Linked DNA regions of Bos taurus: region 2 is linked to region 1. Evidence: chromatin contacts called from public Hi-C data. All regions are on one chromosome and are shown on one strand. The core of a region is the stretch at or near the end of the contact, and the rest is flanking DNA. Distances in the headings are between cores, read along the strand shown. Region 1 overlaps LOC101904831 (a long non-coding RNA gene). Region 2 overlaps IQGAP2 (IQ motif containing GTPase activating protein 2).

Evidence for each region. Hi-C and Micro-C count contacts between places; a contact is called where the count stands out from the background.
Region 2: a Hi-C map of liver shows a contact between it and region 1, with 4 times the contacts expected there. The contact joins two enhancer-like sites.

Annotation. Positions count from the first base shown.
Region 1 is chr10:7,615,695-7,622,328 of ARS-UCD2.0, reverse strand. LOC101904831 (a long non-coding RNA gene) reads right to left here. Exons shown (of 3, transcript XR_809060.4): 3 at 5,795-6,634. Among named protein-coding and RNA genes, the nearest start is that of IQGAP2, 6.5 kb to the left of the region's middle. Within about 2 kb of position 2,093, at least 4 of the 102 cell types and tissues checked have an H3K27ac peak or open chromatin away from gene starts, as enhancers often do. A contact at or near this core is called in liver, where this site is marked.
Region 2 is chr10:7,795,503-7,802,720 of ARS-UCD2.0, reverse strand. It overlaps IQGAP2 (IQ motif containing GTPase activating protein 2), which reads right to left. Exons shown (of 35, transcript XM_059890756.1): 4 at 6,728-6,805; 5 at 3,071-3,147. Among named protein-coding and RNA genes, the nearest start is that of F2RL2, 55 kb to the left of the region's middle. Within about 2 kb of position 5,865, at least 4 of the 102 cell types and tissues checked have an H3K27ac peak or open chromatin away from gene starts, as enhancers often do. A contact at or near this core is called in liver, where this site is marked.

The DNA.
Region 1 (6,634 bases), core at 844-3,343:
CATGTTATGGATCATTTTAACATTTTTACCGAATAGTGACCAATGTGTTTTCAAAAGCATCACCCAAAGAAGTAAGTCATGAAGAAATGACAGGAAAGAAATCATTCCAGCCTTTCTCAAAGTCCTAGAAGACTTTGGGTTGTTAAAATTTTCTAACTTATTCCCTGTCCCAGAAAAAGATGCTTAGCAGGAGCAGGATCTGCGTTTTATTGCAAAAGAGACCTCTGTACCTAAAAAGGGAATGTTACAGTCCAAATTAGATTTCAAAAAAGAAGAAGAAGAATATGAACAGAAATAAGTGTAACAGCCAGTGTTTCAGTTCTCAAAAACAAAAGCCTGGTAGTAGTATCAGGGTAGGGGATAACTGTAGAACAGGTGGCCTCTACGCATCATTTTATGGCCAAGGAAACAGAGAGGCATAGAAAAGTTGCATGGTTTCCACAGAAGAAAAGAAGCTTAGTGACAAGTCAAGTCTTCTGACAGTCTCTGTCCATTGCCTGACTCTTACATCCCTTTGTGGAACACAGTCTTAATTGGCAGATGAGAGGCAGGTAAACTTCTAGCTGACCTAGGAGAGCTTGGCCATTTTGAAAGAAGCTTGACTATCAGAGAATGAACATGAAGATACCCATTGTGTTACTAACCTGGACTCTTGGATTCTTGAATCAATAGAGACCGATAAGAGGCCATATGAGAAATTCAGGCAAGGCTTTGTTGGGACTCATGCTGCAGCAAGAGAGAACGAAAACCAAAAACAGGTGCCCTTGTTCATAGCGCTACCTGAGGAGGGTGGGGTGGTTCCTTAAAATGCGATGAGGGCAGGGGCGGATTGGTAGATCAGGCGGAAAAGGGTGGTTTGGGTGGTCTGCCTACTGCCTTGGTGGAGCTGTGTGCAGGGATCATGCACGGTACCCTGCTTTTGCTCATGGCGCCTCGGAAATGGCACTTGGCCTTTTTGCCTCTTATTGTTCATAACTGTCCCGGCCATGCGTGCATGCAGGTTTTTCCAGCCCCTCATTATTTCTTTGCATTCTGTTGCTCTAGGAGATGTTTGTCCAGGACATTTGACCCTCCAGTAAAGGGTCCCAGGTCGCATCCTGTCTCAATTAGGTGACAAAATGATAAAGTATAACAAATGTGGAGAGTTAGGAGTTCTCATATGATGTTGGGAGAAGTGTCCTTTGGGTAATTATTTCTAGGTATAAGCTGGTCCTCTCTGGTTAAAGAGGTACATTTTGTGAAATCCAGCAATTCCATGTCTACTAAGATCCTTTAGAGAAACTCCCACATACAGGGAAACATATACAAAATGGTCATTCCAGGGAAAAACAGCCTAAAGGTCATCTAGTGGCAGAATAAATACATTGTGACACATAAAAATAGCAAATGATAAACATGTGATGCCAATTATATGCAGTTAACAAACATACAAAATAACATTACATAATAGACATAGAGACATATGCCTTTGGTAAAAGTATAACAAATGTACACACAAAATATGCCAATTTTAGAATAGCAATAACTTCTGAGAAATTAGGGAAAGGGATGGAAGCTGAAAAGGTAGACAAGGAACATCAAATATATATATTACATTTAATTTCCTTTTAAAACACTGAAGCAAAAATGGCATTTGTTGTATCCAGGTGGTATGTATGCACCTTCTTAATGTATTAAATTAAAACATTAAAATCTCTCTCTGTGTTTGGAATGCTTTTCAAGATATTTTTTTAAAAAGAAACAAGCATTTTGTTAGTAGAGTCAAATAGAATTAATGTCTTTGTCGGTTTACTGCTTTTTGAAATTCAGCTTAATTTTCTTGAGTAAGGCAAATCTATACTACTTCAAAATAAAGCCTCATTGAGATAAACCTTTTGATGATGGCAATCTGAATAAACAAACACACATATCCTTCAAGAAAGGTACTTATTATCTGGGTAAGGGATTGTGGCTCCCACCCCAAAACTCAGCTGCCCCCTAAGGCGCTGCTGGGACCCACTTCCTGGTGACCAGCTTCTCCATTTGAGGACTGGTTAATGACTCCTGGTCTTCCGGTTCAAACAGAACAAGGGACAGCTCTTGCCTTCATGAATGGGGGGAGGGTTGACCCTAGGTCTGGTCTGTTGTGTAAGCAGAAATTGCCACACTTTGACAAAGCACTGCTTAAATATTTTGGTGGGGCGGCCTCCACTTTAAAGTTTTTGAGGAGGGTTGGGGGGGGATTAGTCAACCAGCTGCTAAAGCTCAGTTACTCAGCTTGTTAAGAGTTAACTTCACATCTGGATCTAGTCAGTGTGAGGCTGAGTGCAAAAGCCAACAGAGAACCAAGGAATACCATAGCAAGGGAGGCAGACATGACCAGCGCCTGCCTTTTGTCATAAATACAACTGTCACCTCAAGCTCAGCAGGTAAAAAATCAGAATCACCCAATTCCGTGTCTCCCCCCATCTACCAATGGGTCTTTTCTCTTTCTACCTTCCTCTGTTAATACAAACATTTCCAGTCACTTAGATTTTTGAAGTTTTGATCTCCATCATTTTGGATTCCTCCAGGATCACAGCTCAGTATCCAGTTAGGCACTAAGGTGTGATGTTTTGTGTGTGTGAATATCTCTCTTGCTTATTAATGCATCTTCATTTTTTTTTTATTCACATAGTCACCACTACCACTCCACTTTGGTGCAATCTCTCAGCTGGGCTGTATCGATGGCTAGTCCTGCATCAGTTTTTTTCCTTCTTGCAATTTAACTTCATTTTTTCCCCTTCCTCTAAATTCCTATATCAAATATTTTTATTTGTACTCTCCTTTGAGCCTTTAGCAAATGCTACTCTAGTCACTATTTATGTTTTTATTGTTGTCTTGATTAAAAAAAAAAAAAGTTAGCACTTGGGAAACCCAGATTTCAACTTTAGTTCCCAAATAGTAAATGAAAGAAGTAACCCCGGAGGGCTGAAGATAGCAGTGTGGAAAGTTATAGCTGTTGAAAGTCTGCTGATTTTCCAGGTGTTTAATTCCAAGCTGGGATTTTTTTTTTTTTTTTCCTAGAGACTTTGACAGTCTAAAAATTGAGAGCTTTCATGGAGGTGGAATTTGACCTTTGTCTAACATGAAGCTTTTGACCTTTTGAACACAGTAGGTGTTCACAGTAGACAATCACAGTAGAAATCTATTTGGTTCTGGGCAAGTGCTGACATCAACAAATAGGGTCTGCCTACTACACATAAAGATTATCATATGATCTCTACAGTTTCTAAGCCGTGTCAGTAAAACCAGCTAGCTGGGGAAGGCTTCTGAAATCAGTTGGCTCTGGCTGCTATAACAAAATACCATAGACCAGGAGGTTTAAACAACAAACCTTGTTTCTCACGCTTCTAGAGGCTGGGAAATTCAAGATCAAGGTGCCAGCTGATTTGGTTCCTGACGAGAGGCTTCTTCCTGGTTGACAGACGGCCATCTTCCCATTAGGTCCTCACGTGGCCCTTTGGAACATGAGTGCAGGGAGGGGGCGGGGGAGAGGGAGAGACAGGAGGGAGAGATTTCCTGCAGCTTCCTTTTCAGCAGGGCATTAATCCCATCATGAGTTGTTATTGTTCAGTCACTCAGTCATGTTGACTCTTTGCTACCCCGTGGACTGCAACACACCAGGCTTCCCTGTCCTTCACCAACTCCCGAAGCTTGCTTAAACTCATGTCCATTGAGTCGGTGATGCCATCCAACCATCTCAACCTCTGTTGTCTCCTTCTCCTCCTGCCTTCAATCTTTCCCAGCATCAAGGTCTTTTCCAGTGAGTTGGCTCTTCACATTAGGTGGCCAAAGTAGTGGAATTCAGCCTCAGCATCAGTCCCTCCAATGAATATTCAGGACTGATTTCCTTTAGGATTGATGGTTGGATCTCCTTGTAGTCCAAGGGACTCTCAAGAGTCTTCTCCAACACCACAGTTCAAAAGCATCAATTCTTTGGTGCTCAACCTTCTTTATGGTCCAACTCTCACATCCATACATGACCACTGGAAAAACCATAGCTTTGACTAGACGGACCTTTGTCAGCAAAGTAATGTCTCTGTCTCTTAATACGCTGTCTCAGTTGGTCATAGCTTTTCTTCCAAGGAGCAAGTGTCTTTTAATTTCATGGCTGCAGTCATCATCTGCAGTGATTTTGGAGCCCAAGAAAATAAAGTCTGTCACTGTTCCCATCATGAGAGCCCACCTAATTTAACTCTAATTTCCTCCTTGCTTCCAGGTTGCTCAGTGGTAAAGAATCTGTCCGCCAATGCAGGAGACCCAAGAAAAGCAGGTTGGATCCCTGTGTTGGGAAGATCCCATGGAGTAGGAAATGGCAACTCACTCCAGGATTCTTGGCTGGAAAATCCCATGGACAGTGGAGTCTGGCGGGCTCACTGAGTCAGACAGGACTGAGCATGGGCACGAATTTCCTCCTTAAAGGTCCCACCTCCAAATATCACCACTCCATCACATTGGGCTCCAACTAACGAATTTGGGGTATTGGACGGGAAGGACACATTCAGTTCATGGTACCTTTTTTCATTTTTCTAAAGTGTCTATAAGTATGTTGGAGTGTCACAGTTATTTTACCAGATCTCATCTTCTATAGTTTTGGGAGAATTTACTATGAAGGAAGACCACGTAGGCAGAGTTGAAGCTTAAGGCAGGAACCTCCCGCTGGTCAGCCACAAGGTCCAGTGGGGGAGGGGAGGGAAGGCAGGACAGTCACGACAAAAAACACTGCCTAATGTTCTGTCATTTTAAGCTCTGACTGTTCAGCATGAGGTTTCACAAAGCCCTCAGCCCTTCTCCCCAAGTGTTACACACACTCCAGTGGTGTTTATTTAAATTATCTTAAGGTGAATTTAAATTGTTTTTACTTTGAGAGTGAATTCTACAGACACTTGAAAGAATTAAGGACATTCTTAGCAGCAAAATTAAACAAAATAGACAGAGTTAGGAATTTATCTTCTGCAAACTATAACGTTAACTTCAAGTGTCTTTTTTAAATGTGGTGAATTAAGCTCTTCTGAACGTCTGGAGTTTATATCTTCTCAGAATATCTGTTAATTAGTATAAACTTGAGTTCTAAAATAATGTTTCCTTGAAATTACGTGAGGTGCTTTGCAAAGAAGAAAGAAAGCAGTTAGCTGCCTCTAGCTAGAAATGCTTTGGAGAGAAGGATCTGTCCAGTAGGTGAAGAGCCCTTTTCAAATAACCAACAAAACCTTTGATGACAAAATTTTTCAAAATTTAGCCCCAATTCTCATGCAAATCCATTCCAACATTACCAAACATGTACCTAGGATGGTAAACTTCTCATGGACCAGAAGATCTGAGCTCATTTTAATTTTGTAACTTTTACATTAATTAGTTTGTAAACAAATTTACAAATACCTGTTTTAAATCTAAATGACTTTTTCAGTTTTCATTCTATTTTAACATTAGTAGGAATTTTTTCTAGTTCTTCTTTTTAGTGCTTCTCTATGATAATACAGATTTAATTCAGCTAAGCCTGGGTATCCACTCTGTGGCAGGGTCTTAAGCAGTTTTATAGTATTTGGCCTCAAAAATTGGGTTTTGGAATTTGACTCTTGTTAACTTCCCTTGATTGAGTTGTTCAGTCCCTTAAAAAAATCCCCAGGATATGGTGGCCAAGAGCCCACAAAGGGAAGAGGTCACACTTCCCCTCTCCTCCTCCTCTGTAACCTCACACCAGGAGGGCGCTGGCACCAATTCTTCTCCTATGATGCCTCTAGCAGGCTTCATTGGTGCCTCTGATGACGGTTCTATTTTAGAACATTTTTTAAAAAAAGAAAGAGAAGAGCTGATATATAAAGGTACTATTTCCAGGTAATTTTCATTTATTCTTCAAAGAGATTTTGGGTCTCTATGACTTGTGGCTCCTAAAAAAAATCATCTGTTGTTCTAGTTTAACAGCTCTTCAATTTTTTCCACTGCTTGTACACACGGTACTTGCATATAGGAGATGGCTAGATAGATGAGCTGTGATCAGTCGTGTCTGACTCTTGTGACTATAGCCCACCAGGCTTCTCTGTCCATGGAATTTTCCAGATAAGAATACTGAAGTGGGTTGCCATTTCCTTCTCCAGGGGATCTACCCAACCCAGGGATCTACCCAGCACAGGGATCGAACCTATGTTTCTTGAGTCTCCTACATTGGCAGGTGGATACTTTACCACAGCACCACCTGGGCAGTCCTGATAAATATGTGTCATATCCATGGATTGACTTCAAAAGTTAATCCAAAATTAATGTCTTAGTGCATCCTCATCACTTGCCTCTCTCAAACTGGGGTCCTGAAATCAATTTCTTGCCAGTCTCTGAGTCTTTGATGCCAACAAACCCTATAGTGAAGGGAAACTCAAGGAAAACCCCATATCTGACAAATGATCACACTTTTAAGCAGCACCTGGCTTTGGTAGAGAGTGAAACCTTGGTAGTAGACCTCTATGTAAAGTAGTAAGTGCATGCATTGCGAAATCTCTCCCCTAAGAGCAGCAGCATCACAAAAGTATACGTAATACTAGCACAGATTCAGAGGGCAGGTGGGCAACTGTGATGTCTCTGAGAAGGAAAAACGCAATGGCTTTCAATGCAAGGCCATTCA
Region 2 (7,218 bases), core at 4,616-7,115, 180 kb before region 1:
CAGAGGAACTTGGTTTAGGGGGACTCAGTTTCAAATTTTCCAATGTTTTCCACAGTGAACACTTTTTTATTTCAAATAAGGAAAAGATAATAGACATTTCTTTGAAAAGAACATGAGGACATGCATCACTTAGGTAGGTCTGCATGACCCAGAGGTTCAGGACTCCCTGTGGGGCTGCCTAGCTAACACCGCCTGGAGTCTGGGCTTGAGAACACCCAGCTGAACTGAGAGAGTGAGGCCTGGGGACCGGGGTCAGAAATTCAGTGAAAGGCGAGGCAGGCAGGAAAAGGGAAAAGTAGACACAAGCAGGAAGCAAGGGCAGGAACCCAGGGCATTTTAATGAGGCTGTTAAACCCAAATCAAGAAGACAGAGATGAGAAAACAAGTTGGCAGGGCCAGGGATGAACTCTGCAGATCAGTCAGGCCTCCAGGCCTGGGGAATCTTTCTGCCTGGCTCCCGACCTATAACAGAACTTCTGACCTGCCTAATTCCCTGGCAGGTAATGACAACCTTTACACCAGCAACCTGCTGTACCTGCAGCTAGGATATAACTGCTGAGGACATCTTGGTTCTTTTTCAGCATCACTTCTAATCACGCAGTGAGGGCAAACCCACTGTCCTTATGAAAATGCGCTGCTGCCCAGCTTCCAAAAGAGGCTGGCCCAACACGACAGAATATCAGCCTCATTTGAGGAACTGACCGCATTCTAAACCACGGCAGGAAGGGGTTTTGATAGAAAACTACTAGATACACCTGAGACTTCTCCATGCCCGATTAAGGAGCACCCTGGTAGCTCAGAGGGTAAAGAATCTGCCTGCAATGTAGGAGACCTGGGTTTGATCCCTGGATCGGGAAGATCCCCTGGAGAAGGAAATGGCAACCCACTCCAATATTCTTGCCTGGAGAACTCTATGTACAGAGGAGCCTGGTGGGTTACAGTCTATGAGGTTGCAGACTTGGGCACGACTGGGACTAACACTTTAACTTTCTACAAGAAGTTTATAACAGAGAAAAGTGAAGGAGAGTCTCCCAGGGAATGCTGTTTATTAACTGAATATTGCTTTTCAAGATCCTGCTTTAAAAATTCCTACTTAAGGTCAGATCTGGTGAGGAACATCCATTAATGGAGTCTTCCATGATGAGTAACTGAACACCTGAGAAAGACAGTCTAAATACTTGAGAAAAACATTTGCATGCAATTGGCAACGTAGCAAGAAGTTGCCTTTTCTTTGTTTACCAAGCTGCTCAAGCCATTGTTCAAACTATGGCAGGCACACTTTGTAAGCCTCTGTGCCGTTCTCTGTAACTTCCGTACAACAGTGACGTCACCAGAAAAGAACCAAGCACACCGTTTCTTTATAAGCTGCTTACTTAACACCTCAGGTGTGTATTTCAGGAAATCAGTGTTACCTTACAGACAGCAGGCTACAGATGGGGAGGTTAGCACCCTGACGCATGGGCTTCCGTGGTGGCTCAGACAGCAAAGAATCCGCCTGCAATGCAGGAGATTTGGGTTTCATCCCTGGGTTGGGAAGATCCCCGGAGAAGGGAATGGCAACCTGCTCCAGTATCCTTCCCTGGAGAATCTATGGACAGAGGAGCCTGGCGGGCTACCTTCTATGGGGTCACAAAGAGTTGGAAACGACTGGGCAACTAACACTTTTCCCTCAGATGCATGGATATGATAATGATTAACTAATGGCTGGCTTAGCAGGTCACAAAGTGTTAAGTAATGATTCTAGGCTCTGAAAAGCATCTGACCAAGAATGTTGGGCAACGCATTTGATAATATTCATCAAAACGAGCACGTGGGCACCAAGAGCTTTTAGAAAACCTGGAACAATGATATCCTAGCCACATAAGAGAGGGGGAAGGCACAGAAGCATTCTTTCCTGCAGTTGTTCTAAATCACTGGAGTCAAAAGAAATCATAGGATAGGCACCTACATTTGGTCTGTATTTCAAGCAACTGTCATCTTCCAAAGAAATCTCATAAGTGATGGGGTGGGGGAGGCAAATTATTTGACATAATCAAAAATCTTTAGTAATCCAATATTGCAATGAATTATTATAAAAATCTTCTCCTTCGGAGAGGAAGGAAGCCAGAAAGAAGTTAATATAAACCTCAAGGCTGAATACTCTGCCAGGAAAATGACTTTCAGTGATACAAACACAAGGCAGATGTTCTAAAAGAAATTTAAAATTTAATTAGACACGAAGTCTTTCAGTCATTACCTGTGTGCACTCAAGACAACAGCCACAAATTGGATTTTTAGAATCATTTTTGCAACCATCTAAAAATCACATTTCTTCCAGTAAGGTAAGAAATACTCTGTGACTGGTAGAAGCTTAACATGAAAAAAAAATTCCCAACCTAGGGATCAAACCTGGGTCTCCTATATCGCAGGTAGATTCTTTACCATCTGAGCCACCAGGGAAGCCCTCAAAAATGTTAAGATAGCAAACAAATGCTTTAAAAAATGAATGTATCATGATTTGACTAATTTTAGTTTCTTCTTTACCTTTATGGTACAAGTTCTACTGAACCAAAGTTCAAAAGATTTTTTTTTATAGTTCATTTTATTAATCTATGGTAAGAATTGAGCCAAACTAATGATTTTAAGAGTATCACAATCAAATGTATAACCATTAAAGCTGCTCATTTGATGTGTTTGTAAAGTAGTAGTAAGTAGTTTGTAAAGTAGCTATATTTGTAAAGTAGTATAACTCAAGACTATGAAAGCACATTATTATTAGGTTCCTAGAAATTTCTGTTAAATTTTTCTCCTTATTATACTCACAGGTCTTTCATTCATTTTTCTGGTTTTCTATTTTGAAATGGGATTTTAAAAAAGAGGAAAAATGTTTTTCAAGTTCAAGTATTGTTATACGACAATTATCTTAATTTTTTACCAGCAAATTTAGAACTCAGTCTTAAAAATAAAAGTTCAGATTATTATTTTTTTAAAGAGCGCTCTCTAAAAAGAGGAAAAAGAGCTCTTTTAAAATTGAAACTGTGGTTTTATTTAAATTTACTTTCTAGATTTTTAATTGTATTTTTTTCCCCACCTCAGTGCATGAATGCAATATATCATTCTTGGTATGTTTTTCCGGTCATAGACATCTGTTGTTTCCGGGTAGAATATCTGGAAAACAAAAGGGAAAAATGTATTTATTAGGTGCCGCTTTTTACAATTATTTTAACTCCCCAAATGACCCTCTTTTGATTGTCCTTGCTGCTCTGTATTTATTTAAATGAAGGGGAATCTCAGTTGTGCCTCATGTTTTCTATGTGGACCAATCACTGCATCAGGTCCCTGCCTGACAGCGCCTCCTAGTGGCTCAACGGAGATTCACAGTCAGCCACTTCAGGAAGGCTTTGTCCACAGGGCTGGGTGGCAGCTTCACTCCACAAGGCATGAGCCCGTGCAGGCTTTGCTTTCTGTACCAGAGTCACTCCTGTGACTGCCCAGGGGTCCCCTGGCCTGAGAAGGGTGTCCTTTTGAAATCATTTTATTACACGGTTAAGAACTTGGCTACACAGTTCTGTAAACATTTATGTATATACATACAACACACACACATATCCATGTTACTACTTTAAGGAGAAAAAAACATCCATTTTTACCGATTAAAATCTGGACAGTAGATAAAGTATGAAAGAAAAACACTTATAAACCTACCTCCAGACTGTCACTATTAGCATTTTGGTATATTTTCTTCAAGTCTTTTATCTGTATGTCTCTGGGTTTTTTTTTGTTTTTGTTTTTTTTACATTTATGTATGTGGGTATTTGGAGAAGGCAATAGCATCCCACTCCAGTACTCTTGCCTGGAAAATCCCATGGACGGAGGAGCCTGGTGGGCTGAAGTCCATGGGGTCGCTAAGAGTCGGACACGACTAAGAGACTTCACTTTCACTTTTCACTTTCATGCATTGGAGAAGGAAATGGCACCCCACTCCAGTGTTCTTGCCTGGAGAATCCCAGGGATGGGGGAGCCCGGTGGGCTGCCGTCTATGGGGTCGCACAGAGTCAGACATGACTGAAGCGACTTAGCAGCATGTGGGTATTTGAAAACCAAATTGCAAGTATTATAAGCCTGTTTAAAACACTTGACAGAGCATGATTGTTTTCCATTCCCTTCATTAGTCTATAAGAACATTACTTCTAAGGATCCATAGGATTCCTTCATATTTTTGAACCATAATTTAACCAGTTCTCCATGGTTGAACGTTTTTTCCCCCAAATTTGTCCCTATTATAGTCACTACAAAAAACATCCCTGCTTTTTCTGCGCACCTGATTACTTCTTTTGGATAACCATCTATGAATGGAGGTAGTAGATTGAAAAATCTGAACACTAAAACTTTTAATGCACCTTGATATGCTTTTTGAGCTTGAAACTAAAAACCTAATAAGAAACAGATTTCAGAATATGGCACCAAAAATGAATAATTAGGATTGAAGCTCCTAAGAGAAGCATATTGGCATTACTTGCTTTTGGTAAATATTTTATAAAATTTGACATAAAAACTAAAATTGCATACCATATGGTAGAACTTGACACTCAAGCACACTTTCTATTGGACACTGAAAGAAGCCAAGAGAAAAGCAAAGTTTCTTGAACTATAAAATGTATAGTCACTGAGTGCTTCAAGAAATATCTATAGTCTATGAAATTTCAAAGGTCTTTCTAAGTTTCCTTTAATACATTTGCTGTTAAAGTATCAATGGGAAGAGGATTCCCCATTTAGAATATGACCAGGTTTAAAAGTTCTACCAGGTAAGCAGATGACAACTGTAACTTCCCCTCTTCTTTAAACAAGAAACTTTTATACTGGTATCTCTCTTGGAAAACCATTATGAATATGTCTTCCTTTATCAAGGAGATGGGATCAACTTATAGTTCACCATTTTCTTCAGCATTGAAACCCCAGTGTGTAACATGAAGCTGAGCACAGAGTGGGCAGCTCATATTGATGCATGAAGGAATTTATTAATACATCTAAGTCAATTCAGTATACTGTTGGCTTCTCATTACTGCAATGTAATATATCACTGATTTCATAATAAACATCAGGATTAAAATAGAATCTGTTGCATGGATCACTTGTTTGGCTTAAAATCAAAATAAATGTGGCCAAAACACACACAACTTGAGAAGGTTTAAATCAAATCTTTCAAACATAATAAAATTATCCTAACTAACATATACAGCCTCATACAGAAAAACGGCATTTGAATTTCTTTCTTTTTTAATCTGGTTACCACTCAACACTCTGCTAATACTTACTAAATCACAATTTAGAAATATGAATTCTGTATGATAACCACTTCCCAGAAAGGTATAGCATTCAATGTTCTCAACATTTTAGGAGAGGGGAAAGTAGTTTAATTAAAAATGGCAAAATAAAATAGATCAACATTGACCATTGCAAGATAAAATGAACTGAGTTAAAACAGGTATTGGCACAAATGTATTAAAAATAGGCATTCATAAGGAATTCTTTGTTTTTATTGTGGGGGTGTTTTTAATTGCAAACCTGGATTAATACTAAAAACAACACAGGCCTAAATAAGTCAGTAGTCTATCCCCTTGCTGGACCATTTTTAAATAATTTCTTTAAAATAGCTGGACTTACTAAGTAAGCAGTTCAAAAAGGGGAGCTACTGATACACATGGAAACCTTACGGATGGCAAGGGCATTATGCTTAGTGAAAAAGTCAGTCTCAAAAGGTTACCTACCGTATGATTCCATTTCTATAACATTCTCAAAATGACAAAACTATAGAGATGAGAACAGATTAGGGGCCTGCCAGGGGACAGCGCTGGAGAAGGGAAGTGAGGTAGAGGCCAGCCTCTCTGCAGCATCTGTATCTTGATTCTGGTAGAGGTCACAGAAGTCTGTTCATGGATTGAACTACACCCACACGCGCGCGCGCACACACACACACACACACACACACACACACACACACACACACACATGAATGCTCACTGGTGAACACTGAACAAAGTCTGAGTCTAGTTAACATTCATACGCCAACGCCAATTTAATTCTGTACTACAGTTATGAGATGTCACCATGAGGGGAACCTGAATGAAGTTTACACAAAGATGTACTATTTTTGCAACTTCCTGTGATGGTAAAATTATTTCAAAATCAGAAGTTTAAGAAATAGCTCTACAATTTCTATCACATGTAATTATTTTCTCATCTCCTCTACTTGTCTAATCTGTCTCACAGGTATAAGGGCATCTGCTCTTTGAATTTAACAAGTTCTGAATATTTGCAGAATGAGTTTTATTTGGGAGATCTATTTTAGGAGTAAGAGCTCTGACTCGCTAGCCATTAAACTTTAAAGTGATACTATAATTTATAATAATATTTACTTAAATTTATAATGATACAATATATAACAATGCAAAGAGACTTGGAATCTTAGGTATAAATAGCAATACAAAAGAGGGAGATGGTGCTTCTAAATTAATTATCTACCAGGTAAAGCTGTTCTGACCTTGCTGAACTTTACCTAGCTGCTCCCAACCTGAACTCTTGCCATATGTTACTTTACGCGTGCTTTTCCATGTATTTGTTTAGTTCTCACATTTCTCGCTCCCGAGGCAATGAGGGCATCTGCAGCGTTAAGATACCCCATTCTGCGAGCCCCCTCCCACAGTGAGGTGTCCGTGCCAGCCCTGCTGTCTTCCCAGTCCAAGCTTACCTTGGGTAGACCGATGGACTCCATGGCTCTTAACCACTGCACGGTGTTATCTGTGTGCCGAAAGTGAAGGCCCGACTTCTGATGGGGCGGAGAAGAGGGGAGCACACAAAAAGGAGGTAAGAAAGTGGCCACTGCTTCCATTAGCAGGACGCTTTCAATTCTGTTTCTCCTAGAACAGTGCCATGAACGCTCACATAAAGCAACCCGTAAAGGAGATGAGACTTTCTCAGCAACACTCCAACCATTTGGGACGGACCAGTCCAGTCTCCAGAATTCACACGTTTGAGGTAATTCTGAACTAGACTCCCAAAGACCATTTACTGTCTAGCACGCCTAAGGATGTTTTATGAGACGTGTGCACATGCATGAGCACATGTGTGTGCCCACACACACACACACTCAGTGTCAAGACTGTGGCAACCAAGGTTGAGGGCAATAGTAACTTCTGGAAAAAAAGGATTTTTACAAGACTAGATGTCTTTTTTTGTGTG